2 separate regions of the Mus musculus genome follow, and region 2 is linked to region 1. The links are chromatin contacts, called in public HiChIP or PLAC-seq maps. All regions are on one chromosome and are shown on one strand. The core of a region is the stretch at or near the end of the contact, and the rest is flanking DNA. Distances in the headings are between cores, read along the strand shown. Region 1 overlaps Rnf150 (ring finger protein 150). Region 2 overlaps Rnf150 (ring finger protein 150).

The links. HiChIP or PLAC-seq counts read pairs in DNA pulled down with a chosen protein or histone mark.
Region 2: a contact with region 1 is called in an H3K27ac HiChIP or PLAC-seq map of heart atrium, with 6 read pairs. The contact joins two enhancer-like sites. A contact is called at or near these places in 10 of 484 Hi-C or Micro-C datasets (bone marrow-derived dendritic cells, cardiomyocytes, cortical neurons and 6 more) and 1 of 115 datasets of contacts at active chromatin or transcription factors (heart atrium).

What each region holds. Positions count from the first base shown.
Region 1 is chr8:82,885,080-82,890,544 of GRCm38.p6, forward strand. All of the region lies in intron 1 of Rnf150 (ring finger protein 150), which reads left to right. Among named protein-coding and RNA genes, the nearest start is that of Rnf150, 24 kb to the left of the region's middle. Within about 2 kb of position 2,607, at least 5 of the 459 cell types and tissues checked have an H3K27ac peak or open chromatin away from gene starts, as enhancers often do. A contact at or near this core is called in heart atrium, where this site is marked.
Region 2 is chr8:82,966,356-82,971,820 of GRCm38.p6, forward strand. The region is part of intron 1 of Rnf150 (ring finger protein 150); the gene reads left to right. Among named protein-coding and RNA genes, the nearest start is that of Rnf150, 110 kb to the left of the region's middle. Within about 2 kb of position 2,011, at least 68 of the 459 cell types and tissues checked have an H3K27ac peak or open chromatin away from gene starts, as enhancers often do. A contact at or near this core is called in heart atrium, where this site is marked.

The sequences.
Region 1 (5,465 bases), core at 1,357-3,856:
CAATGCCATTTAGGCTGAGTACCTGCTTGAGTGGATACAACCTGACTGAGTCACGGATCACAGCTCTGGTTCACAACAGTCCGCTGCCTGTTTCTGTTTCCTTGTATATCAAGTGCAAGGAGTATAACAATGCATGTTTCCTAGGGTCTTCTGAATGTAAGTAAGCTTAGTGAATCTATTTGTTATGCTTCTCATTGCCGTGAGAACGTATGTGTGTGCTGTAAAACCATCAGATAGCAAAGGCTGAGGGTCCATGGTGTGACGGTCTGTCCATACTCCTTTTGGTGCATCTGTTTCTCTGTTTCAGGCTTCTGCTTATCACCTAATATTTAGTGCCAATGTTATGCACAGATCACATTAAATTGATGTCACAACTGAGTTGTGGGAGCATTAGGATGCAGGGTAGTGGTTAAATCCATTTTTATGACGCTTCTGTGTCTCTTCAGTTTGGGCACTGCCATTATATAATCTCCTACCTTCAATAGAGTAGCCATGGAAAGAACTTGTTTATATTTGGCACAGTGCTTTCCCTTATCCTATTCTGAGTCTTGTCAAACTTCACAGATGGCAAAGAAAATTAGATCATCTTACAAATAAAGAGACTCGCAGAGTGTGAGTCCTGATTTTGTCAACTGTCGAGGACTCAGACATCCCTTCACTCTCACTTCAGAGCTGGTCACTGAGTACATATTAACTGAGAGTCTCTGAGTAAGCACCCACTGAGCTGAGGGCACACAATCCTAGCTTGACGGAGAGATCAAGACAGCATCTTCCTAAGGGATAATATCATCTTGGAGGGAAGAGAGCAGCAATTGACAAGGTACTGCGGACATTATTAGTGTGAATAAGGTACTGCTGAAACCCCCAGACATGATGAGATGAACCAAAGCTTAGAGAGGTCTCAGAAGTGTGTAGGTATTTTCAAATAAAACAGAGCTGAGGAAGCATATCAAAGCACTTTGGGCAAAGGCAACAGTTGGATTGTGGGAGCAAGCGAAGAGAGTGGGTAAGGGTACCAAGTCCGAAGAACCGGGTGGAGAGGTGAGGTCACAAGCAGGTTGAGACGGTGAAGGTACTGAAGAACTCAAGCACTTGAAGGTGAGATGAAAGCAGAGAAAGCTTTTTAAACAATTACTGTCAGAATCTGGCTATTTGTAGAAAACTGCTGTGCAAGGTGTCCTGGGCAACTATGAGAGATGCTCACTAAAATGTCTGCTAGCACTGGTGTAAAGACACCAGGAATACTTTATGGGAAGCTATATTTGAAAATTAGAGTGGAACGAGAAATGATTGGGTGAGTGATAGGTGACAGTGGGAAGAGCAGGAAAGAAGGGAGGTTTGGGAGGACACATGGGCAATACTGAATTCATACTAATTTGATCTTCCTCTAAGATAAATTAATCTTAGCATAACGCACCTTTTCTACTTTTAATTTTAAATTTTAAGGTTACCAAACCCTTTGTTGCTTTTATGATGAATATAGCTTAAAGCATAATAAACACATTACACAACTACAGAATATATTTTCTTTCTATGTATTCTTAATATGTATGCCTTTTCTTTTCTAATATTTTAAGTTAATAAACATTTTTGTTTAAAAAAACAGCACAAATTAGATGAGACCTTCAGAAAGTAAGGAAGATCAATATTACTGTCTCCCACTTCCATATCTTGTCCCACTGAAGGTCTTTAGGGCAGTGACCTGCATGGAGCCTCCTGTGAAGAAATTGCTTTCTAGAATGCTTCCTGAGGGACTTTCTAGTGTGTGTGTGTGTGTGTGTGTGTGTGTGTGTGTGTGTGTGTGTGTGTGTGTATGTGTGTTTGTCTATGTGTGTGTGTGTGTGTCTGTGTGTGTCTGTGTGTATATATACACACATTCCTATGTATGTTTAAACATGTATGTATGTAATAAGTACACCCTAAAATAATAATAACATGAGGCAGAGAGGTGACTTAGCAGTTAAGAGCACTGGTTGCTCTTACGGAGGAGCTCAATCTGATTCCTAGCACCCATAGGATGAATAACAACCACCTGCAACTTCACGTGATCCAGTGCCTTCTTCTGGCCTCTGCAAGCACCAGGCATGCACACAGTAATCAGAAATACGAGAAGGAAAAACATCCATACACATAAAATAAAATTAAAGTAATTACATTTGAACTAGATTTGTTAAGTGTATAAAGCACAGCAGTCATTTTCATCATCAAATATTATGCTGCCCATACGGTATCTACTATGGTTCTGTGCGACCAGGCATTTACCTCTTCACAGCACATCATTTGCATGATTGTGGGGTAGGTTTGTCTACACCAGCTTCCTTCTAACATGAGATGAATGTGTTGTGTTTTGGAGGCTACGTTGTCACTAGGCAATAAGAATATTTTTAGCTCCATCATAATCTTATGGGATTCCTGTTGTATGTGCAGCCTGGTGTCAACCAAAATGCTGCCATTCAGTGCGTAACTCTGTCAAATAAGGTAACTATAAAAGTGCTGTCTGTCATCATTCTGGCCCTTAATCTGAAAGTTTTCATAGCTTTCTCTTAGGGCAAATAATGAGTGACTAGGACGGCCTGGAGAATCTTTTATTCACAAAACTATTCCCAGAGGCTTATTTCTTCTTGCATGAAGGGATGAGGTTGGTACAATCATTGCTAATTCTGCCAATTAACTCTTCACAAGGAATTTTCAGAATGTTTTCATATGTAGTTAAAGAATTTAGAACCATCTAAATTTAACTTAACTTCCTCCTCTTAAACAACAGCATACAGGGTTGCAATTATAAGAATATGGACAGGGACAGTCATGAGCTGGATGTGGTCATGCAGGTCTGTACAGGGCTGTTGTTAGTTGGAGACCATACTGGGCTACACAGTGGGTTGCAGCACACAGTAAAGGTATTAGAAATATATAAATTCCTATGTAAGCCTTACAAGGATGTGCTCAAAACAGTCTTTTTAAGTGAATAAGCTGTGCACTGGTACACAAGAGTATCCAGATTTTGAATGGTCACCATTGTTTAAGCCATTGCATATACTGGGCTAACAGTATTACTTTTTTGACAAAGCAAAGTTGATGCTTCTGGCTTTTCTTGTGAGTGAAACCAGTGTAGGTGTGGAACCTTGAATGGACTCCTCAGTTACTGTTACTAGTATTTTAAATCTGACCATTTCCCACACAGGGAAATGTAATGACAATTTTGAAATGTTGGTTTCTAAAAAAAAAAATTAAAAATATGTTTTTGTTTTAACCCTAGGTGTGGGATATGGGGCTGCCTCAGATTGTCCACAGCAGCTGACTATGATTTGCCTCGTGCTCTAGCAGTGGGGTGATTTTGCCAGCTGCAGAGAGTTTCTGCAAATCTGTGACATTTGGAATTCTGGGAACTTTTCAGAGGATATATAAAAGCTAGGACCTCAAAGGTGTGGCAGGTTGTTGTTTGGTCATTGATTGTTGTTGGTTCCTGTTGGGCTCTGTTTGTTAAGTAGTTGTACACAAAAAGAAACAACAAGAAGAAGAAATTAGATATCCTGATAGTGAAGATCAAACTTGCCCCGAATGAACTCAACACCCATAATCAGCAGGAAGTACTCTAAGGATAATGCCACCCTCTTTCTGACACCTGACTTTATTCAGAGATCTCTTTCCTTCCCTCTCCATCCTTTTTTCTCTTTTATCTAGTGTTAGGGAGTTGAAAACGTGGGAAAAGGGTGGAGAAGGGCAGAAGAAGGAAGAACCCACAAAGTATCCAAAGACCACTACAGGGCAAGCAGTCTTTTCCACACCCTTGAACATACATCCTCAACACATGAAGTTTTTTGAATGGGAATCTTACAGTCTCTTTATTAAGTCCCTTCTCCTTCAGAACCCATGCCTACCATAGCCTTTCTGATGCTGGTTGTTCAGCTCTGAATCCCACTAGTGCCATTGGTCAGTATTCAGATGTGATCTGATTGAGTACAAAGGTTTCTGTGCTGAGAATGTTGGGAGGACGGCTCTCACTATTATGCCCAGTGCCTTCCCGGGTTCTGTTCTGAACCACTCGCTTATAATGCAAGCATTATCCACCCCTTCTGTGCTCTGAGCAGCCCTTGCTCAATATTCTCACTGGAACTAGGAGTGAGCCAATTAGGTGGCAGGCACGAACGGAGAGCACACAACCTCTATCTCTTCCCTTGAGGCGACCTAGCCTCATCACCCTCTACTTTCCTTTATAGCCACTAATGGAAACACACCATCTTCATTAAGGGTGTCCCTCCTGCAGTGTGACCTTGTTAAATGAGTGTGGCTTGACTCTGAGCTGAAGTAAAACTAACTGCTTCCCCCTGCAGCTTTATTGCCTTTCCCTTTAATAAAAAATTAAATAGTGTTTCCCGACCTGTGCATCTGGAATTGTGTGTAAACTGAAGAATTTTCAGACCCCAGGAGCAGACCATTACATCTCGAACTTACATAGTAATGTGTCTGAAATTACTTGCAAATAATCCGTTTAACTGCATACCACCTGTCTTGCTGCATCGTGGGAACTGTTTTCTACCTGAAGGTCAGAAACTAAATTTTAAGGAAGCTTACACAATACTTTTGAAATGGACTGGAAAAAATATTTCAGTTAATCACATGTAAGACAGGTAGTTACTGCTTTGTGAGACCTATTTCATCCCTTCCCCACAATGGGTGTGAGTGGTGTCACCCTGAATTTTAAAACTGTGACTCGGGTGATGATGTTAGTTACCTTTGGAGCACAATGGCTGCAATACCATCCTGAAACAATGTAAAGGCAGAGATTCAAGGTTTCTAAGCCTACAGTCCATCTTGTCAGGGAAGGCTGCCATGGTGTCATGGTGCCGCCAGTCACGGTGATGAAGGGGTCTGGTGGATGCTGTTCCCATCACAGTGGTCAATAAACAGCAGGACTGGGGCCTGGGACCCAGCTATAAGCTTCTAACTGCCATCCCTGGTGAGCTAGCTCTGTCACGGAGTCCTCATCTCCTGAATGTTGCATAGTCTCCTCAGATAGTGCCACCCACATAAGTCTAGGGGGGACATTTTAGGCTCAAACACAAAAACTGAGTAGGACTCCAGTGATTCAGCTGTTGGTTCCTCTGTGTTGTTAAAGTGGCCCCCAGGGGCCACGATCCTCTCTCCTGTCATCCAGAAGGTAGGTAGCTTGTGTGTTGCATGCTGCCATCCAAATGTCAACTAAGGGCAGCTACTTCTAAGTTTTATTTTTTCATATCACGTTTTTATTATTTATATTTTAGCCCTTAGTTGGTACCTAATGACTAAAGACAAGAGTCATCATACATTGGAGGTCATTCTTTGCCACCTTAAGGACAATTTTACGGGAATCGTGTTTATATACATTTTTATCAGCAGCAGAGGGCTATGGGTTTGCCAGAGAGAAGGGTCTCAAGCAATTCTCTCTCCCATATGGTTCAATTGAGTTACGTATGCACAATCGGTGG
Region 2 (5,465 bases), core at 761-3,260, 81 kb after region 1:
CGGATATTTATTTAGCACCACTATTAAAATAGAAATAAAACTGGGATGATCTTTAGTTCTTTGCCCCGGTAGCAACATTAAAGGCTACAGATAAATTGCCACTATGAGAGTCATTCCTTAGTACTTATTACACTCTGCATCCTGAAGAGCTCAACTGAAGTTGTTCTCTATTATCATTCTAAATATATTTTATATTATTTACATTTGCTGCTTTTTGTGGTTCTAGCAAATTAAAAGGAAGAAAACCCAGAGGGAAAGCATTTATCCAAATAAAATTCTCTTGACCATTCAAACAAAATTTACATTGAAAGACAAGATTTTAGCAGGGTGGTGGTGCCTCATGCCTTTAATCCCAGTACTCAGAAGGCATAGGCAGGCAGATTTCTGTGAGTTCGAGGCCAGCCTGATCTACAGAGGGGGCTCTAACATAGTCAGGGCTGGTACACAGAAAAACCCTGTCTCGAGGGAAAAAACAAAATTACGATTTTAGGAAAGTACATATTTGGCTTGTAAGGAGACAGTTAAAACTACACTCCTATTTCCTTTGTCTTGAGATTAGAGTAAGGCAAGAACCAAGTCAGAATTTTGGAATCAAAAAAGGTACTGTACACATCTGAACACATCTGGACACTAGACACATGTGGACATTGGTGTCTATTCCAATGTCTGTTGATTTATACATGAAAATTTTATTGCCTTTTCTTTTCATCTCCTGAAGGAGTTGTTAGTCCATTGCCAATATGTTAACTTGTTATTTTTCAAACATAATATATTTTATTGGTAAACCATGTCTTTTTGTTCGTTGAGAATACAATAATGATTCAAAGAGGAAAACACTTCCATTCAGAGTTCTACAAATTTTTCAAGATTAAAAATTATAATCAAAACTATCATGGCTCAACAAGTAAAGGCACTTACTGCTGCTAAGCCTGACGGCCTGAGTTCAATACTTTGGACCTATGTGGTGGAGAGCAGTCTCCCACAAGTTGTCCTCTGACTTCCAAATCAAATGTTTGCCATGGCATGCACATGAGCACGTATGGTCACACACATACACACAAATGAGTAAATGCAAATTTAAAAACACTGTAGCTGGTGAAGGAATCCTATGCACATAAGACAAGAAAAGACTGTCAGGGTGGCAAATGTTCAGGAGTGAAGAGGTTTCCCAAGAAGAGGCCTAGGAAAAAATCCACCAAGCTCACCTCAGCAAAGCAGGAGAGAAAGGAAGCAGATGATCAAGCTAACAGGAAAGCAAGGGGGGGGTTAAGAGGGAGCAGTAAGACCTGAACACAGGCTGTCTAGATCCAGCAATGCAGTTTTCCATACGATCTTCTGAATTTGGAAGCCAAGGAAGGACACGCCCTCCAGTAGCCGCATGTGCAGGCTGAGTGAAGGCGGCCATAAAGGATAATCTTTCTCATTAGTAAATTGGACTGTGTGTTCACATCTGTCCATTCCCTTAACGTTCTCATAAAGGATGTGTTTTTCTCAGATATGAAGTGATAGAAATAAAATATCCTAGACAAGATTCATAAAAGCACGTGGTGCACAGAACACAGGCAAAGTGGTTTATTCAGACGGGCTTCCCGCCTCCACACCCTCCAGCTTCATTATGACAGTGTTTAGTGCCAGAGACCACAGCAAGTCTGGGTGGATCTGTGCCGTCTGGGGTCTTGGATCTGCTCATCAGAGCAGTCACATACTTCTTTGGGGTGGGGGGTGAATGTTCGCCTAGCTCCACCTCTCTCCCTGGGCCAACTGCAAGGATAGCTATGCCGTTGTCTGTTAGTGAGACAGAGCATGTTCTCACTGCTTTTCCTTGAAGGGCTGAAATTTCTGAATACTTTCAGTGGGACACATGCCTTGCCTACCTTGAGGACAGTAAGTGGACTCTGGCAGTGGCAACTACTGGTTTGCAAACTGAAGTAGCTCTCTCATGGAGTGGGAACTCCTGCTTACAAGCTGCTGTTTATAGTTCACAAGTATGAAGCTGCACTATTTTTGGAAGCTGTCTTGGCAGTGCATGCTTTATCTGTGTGTCATGGATCCCACATCCCATGAGCTGGAAGAAGCAGAGAGATATGCCTGAGAAAAGTATGGTCAAAGAGGCTGATAGCAGAGCATTGTATTTGAGAGCTGCCAGATCAGCAGGTGGGACCCTGACCTCCCCTTCTTCATACTGTCAGTCTAATTTAACAGTGCCCCTCTGTAGGTCAGGGCAGTTAGCCCTCCCCGCAAGCTCAGCTGACCTCTGGCGAGAGGACTACTCTTCTCCCTAGTCATGTCTTCTCAGGCTGCCTGACTACACAATACCAGAGATGGGTGGCTTGTTTTCTATAACAGAACCCAATGACCCATAAAGCTCATAAGGACCTTGAGCTAGGCAGTTTTGTTTTGCACTGATAACTTCCTGAGTCCACCTCAACAGGGAGACTTCACAGAGAGCTTTATGTGTGAGTACTTCCTACATAGAAGTCAGATACTTTAATTTTCTGGTGTGTGTGTGTGTGTGTGTGTGTGTGTGTGTGTGTGTGTGTGTGTGTGCACCTCTGTGGTTGTCAGTTGCTAAGAGTCAGGTTGCTCTGTAGAAAGTCTTGTGCACCTGTCCAGGATAGAAGATTCGGTGTTTCCCAGTGTGTCTGGAAAGGAGGATTCTGAGTGGATGCCCATTGCGATGAGATGGTTTCCTGCAAGTGAGGAAGTATGTGTAGCTTCACTGCCTCTGTGTCTCACATTCTGGAACATTCTCACTGCCCCGTTACCCCAGTTCAAACTCCCTCTCCAAGGTATTTCCCCACTGATGTCTTTATTGATGCCCTTTTGCTCCTGGTTTGTGCCCACAATGAGCATTTGCTACCTGGCGTCAAGTAGCCTGACTCTGGGACTCCCCAGCCACTTCTTAATATGGTTTTGCCCCTCAGGTATTTCTGGGGTAACTTTAACATCCATGAATTCTTCCCTCATCGACCTTCTGAACTAGCAGACACAGTGGTTGTCTCTGTGGAAGTCCAGGTGCAGCTGTGAAGTAGAAGAGCTAGGGTGTTTTAAGCATTCCTGATCATCAAGTTTTCTTTCCACTGTGGTACATAATACTACAGTTCCTCTTAACTGGGAGAAATTAAGTATTGGTAAGGAGATTCAGACTGATGGAGAAATGATTCCATTTTGTTAGGTCCCTGCAAAAACAGGGAGCAACTTTGAATAGTAAGTGCTCCTTTTTGCCACTCTGCTGAGCCTCACAAAGGGATCACCTGCCTTTTGCCAGGTGGAACCTTTCCTTATCTTTTCATTGGTGAGATTTCCTTACTCTCAGAACTGTTGACCTTGATCTCTTTTAAGTGTGGTTTTGTCCTGTGTCCAGCTACCACAATAAGGTCACCCTTTGATATTACCCTCTGGCTTCAGATCATTAGGGCTGGTTCAATAGGCAATGCTGTCTCTCTCTCTCTCTCTCTCTCTCTCTCTCTCTCTCTCTCTGTGTGTGTGTGTGTGTGTGTGTGTGTGTGTGTGTGTGTGTGTGTGTGTGTGTGTCTGACTGTCAATATGTTTTCATAAATAAGCCTTCTAGTCAGTATCACCCTCGCCATGGTCCTGTGTTCTTTGCTGTCTGTCGTGCACTTAATGGCTTGGGGCTCTAGCATCCACTCCTGTCAAAGCCCTGTCCTTTGTCTAGCAGACAACCGTCACTCCTAGTGTGGGGAGATGCAGCTGCAGCTTTCAGTCTGGACCCCTTGTGAATCCTGCAGGGAGCTCAGCAGAGAGCATGGCAGCCAGAGCAGGGAGTGGGTGTGGCTTCAGGATTTGCCAGGGCTCTTGAATTTCCTCTTGGCTCCAGCCTTTCCAGGTGTTTCTTTTAGAGGGGTAGGAAGCATGTGTGTGTGTGTGCCTTGCTGTGGTTATGAGGCCTTGGGGAAGCTGAGACGGAGTAGGTAATTATTTGAAAGTTGACACTGGTAGTGGCTATTTTTAGGCCTAACAAGGCAACTCATAACTGTTATGCCAGCAGTATCCACACATATAACCTTGGTTTATGCCAAAGTGGACCAGGCCCATGGTCCTTCCTGGGCAGGGTTTATGATATGTGTCTGCCTTTCTTAGAATTCTCTACCCAAGAGCATGTTTGTGGCTGAATACTGGCTGCTGCACTGGAAGTATCTCCTTTTGAGGGGAAAGGAATCAAGGAGATGGTTCTCCATCTCAGCACTGAGGAATACGGGCTGAGTGTCTCTGAAGTCAGCTCTTATCCCAATCCAAGTAGACCTTAGGAAATCATAATCTTAATTTCCCATCCACATAGACAGTCCATGTCTAAAGCTGGGGAAACGAGGGGACTTCACTGTGGTTGGGGAGATCTCGAAGGCTGTACCTACTCCTGTGAGATTTTTTTTCCAGAAATATACGCCACTAACACCCTTGACTGTGGCCAGAGTAATGACAGCTTAAATGCAGTCTTTGTCATGTTCAGTTCAAAGGTACTTCATGGATACGATGAAGTTAGAACTTGAGATGATCCTGTAATTATAAGAACTCCTATAAAAGAGAGACAAGAAGTTCAGAGAGAGTGCGAGAATGAAATAGGAAAAAGGAAATGGGTCACAGTGATGTGGCTCCAAGCTGAAGCACATAAGCCACGTCTGGGAGCTGGATAGCTAGGAAAACAACCTCCGTCAGAGCTTCACAGAGAAGCACTGTCCTGCCTGCCCCTTGGTTGGCACTGCTGGTTTCGTAGTCTGAACTTCTGATGCAGTAAGATAATAGTTTGTGGGTTTACGTGATGCTTTCATGTATGGCGCCCCCTGGGCTGTATCATTCTGTGGGCCTCGTCTTCTCACAGGAGCAAGAGCAATACGGCCCAGTAAGACCACCCTGTGGGGGGATGGGAGGGCTGGAGAGATGGTTCGCTTTTCTCACAGAGGATCAGGGTCTAGTTCTCAGCACCAGGTGGCTTACTACACCCTACACCAATTCCTCATACTTGCCACCTTCACACAGTGCCAGAGGGATCCCTCTTGCACTAGATATGCACATAATAAGTAATAGATTTAGTCACTTTTCATAAACAACACTTCAACCCAGCATGGTGGCACACACCTTTAGTCCCAGCACTCAGGAGGCAGAGGCAGGTGAATCTCTGTAAGTTCAAGTCAACCTGGTCACATAGTGAATTCCAGGACCACCAAGAATACATAGAGAGACCCTGTATCAAGCAAACAAACATGCCTTCACTTCTTGTGGCTCCTGAACATACCCACCCCAAAGGAAGTCTAAGCTTATTGGGGTCTCTTCATATGACTTTCCCTAGCCAACTTGTGAAGGACTTTCTTGTTTCTCTGATAGATGCTGAAGGCTGAGGAATAGCACAGGAATACACACTGGAGATTTAAGGGAGGAAATTCAGGAGGGCCCATGAGTCCACATCCTTCAGTGAGAGAGAATCAGAGAACCTACAGAGCTTCCCAGAC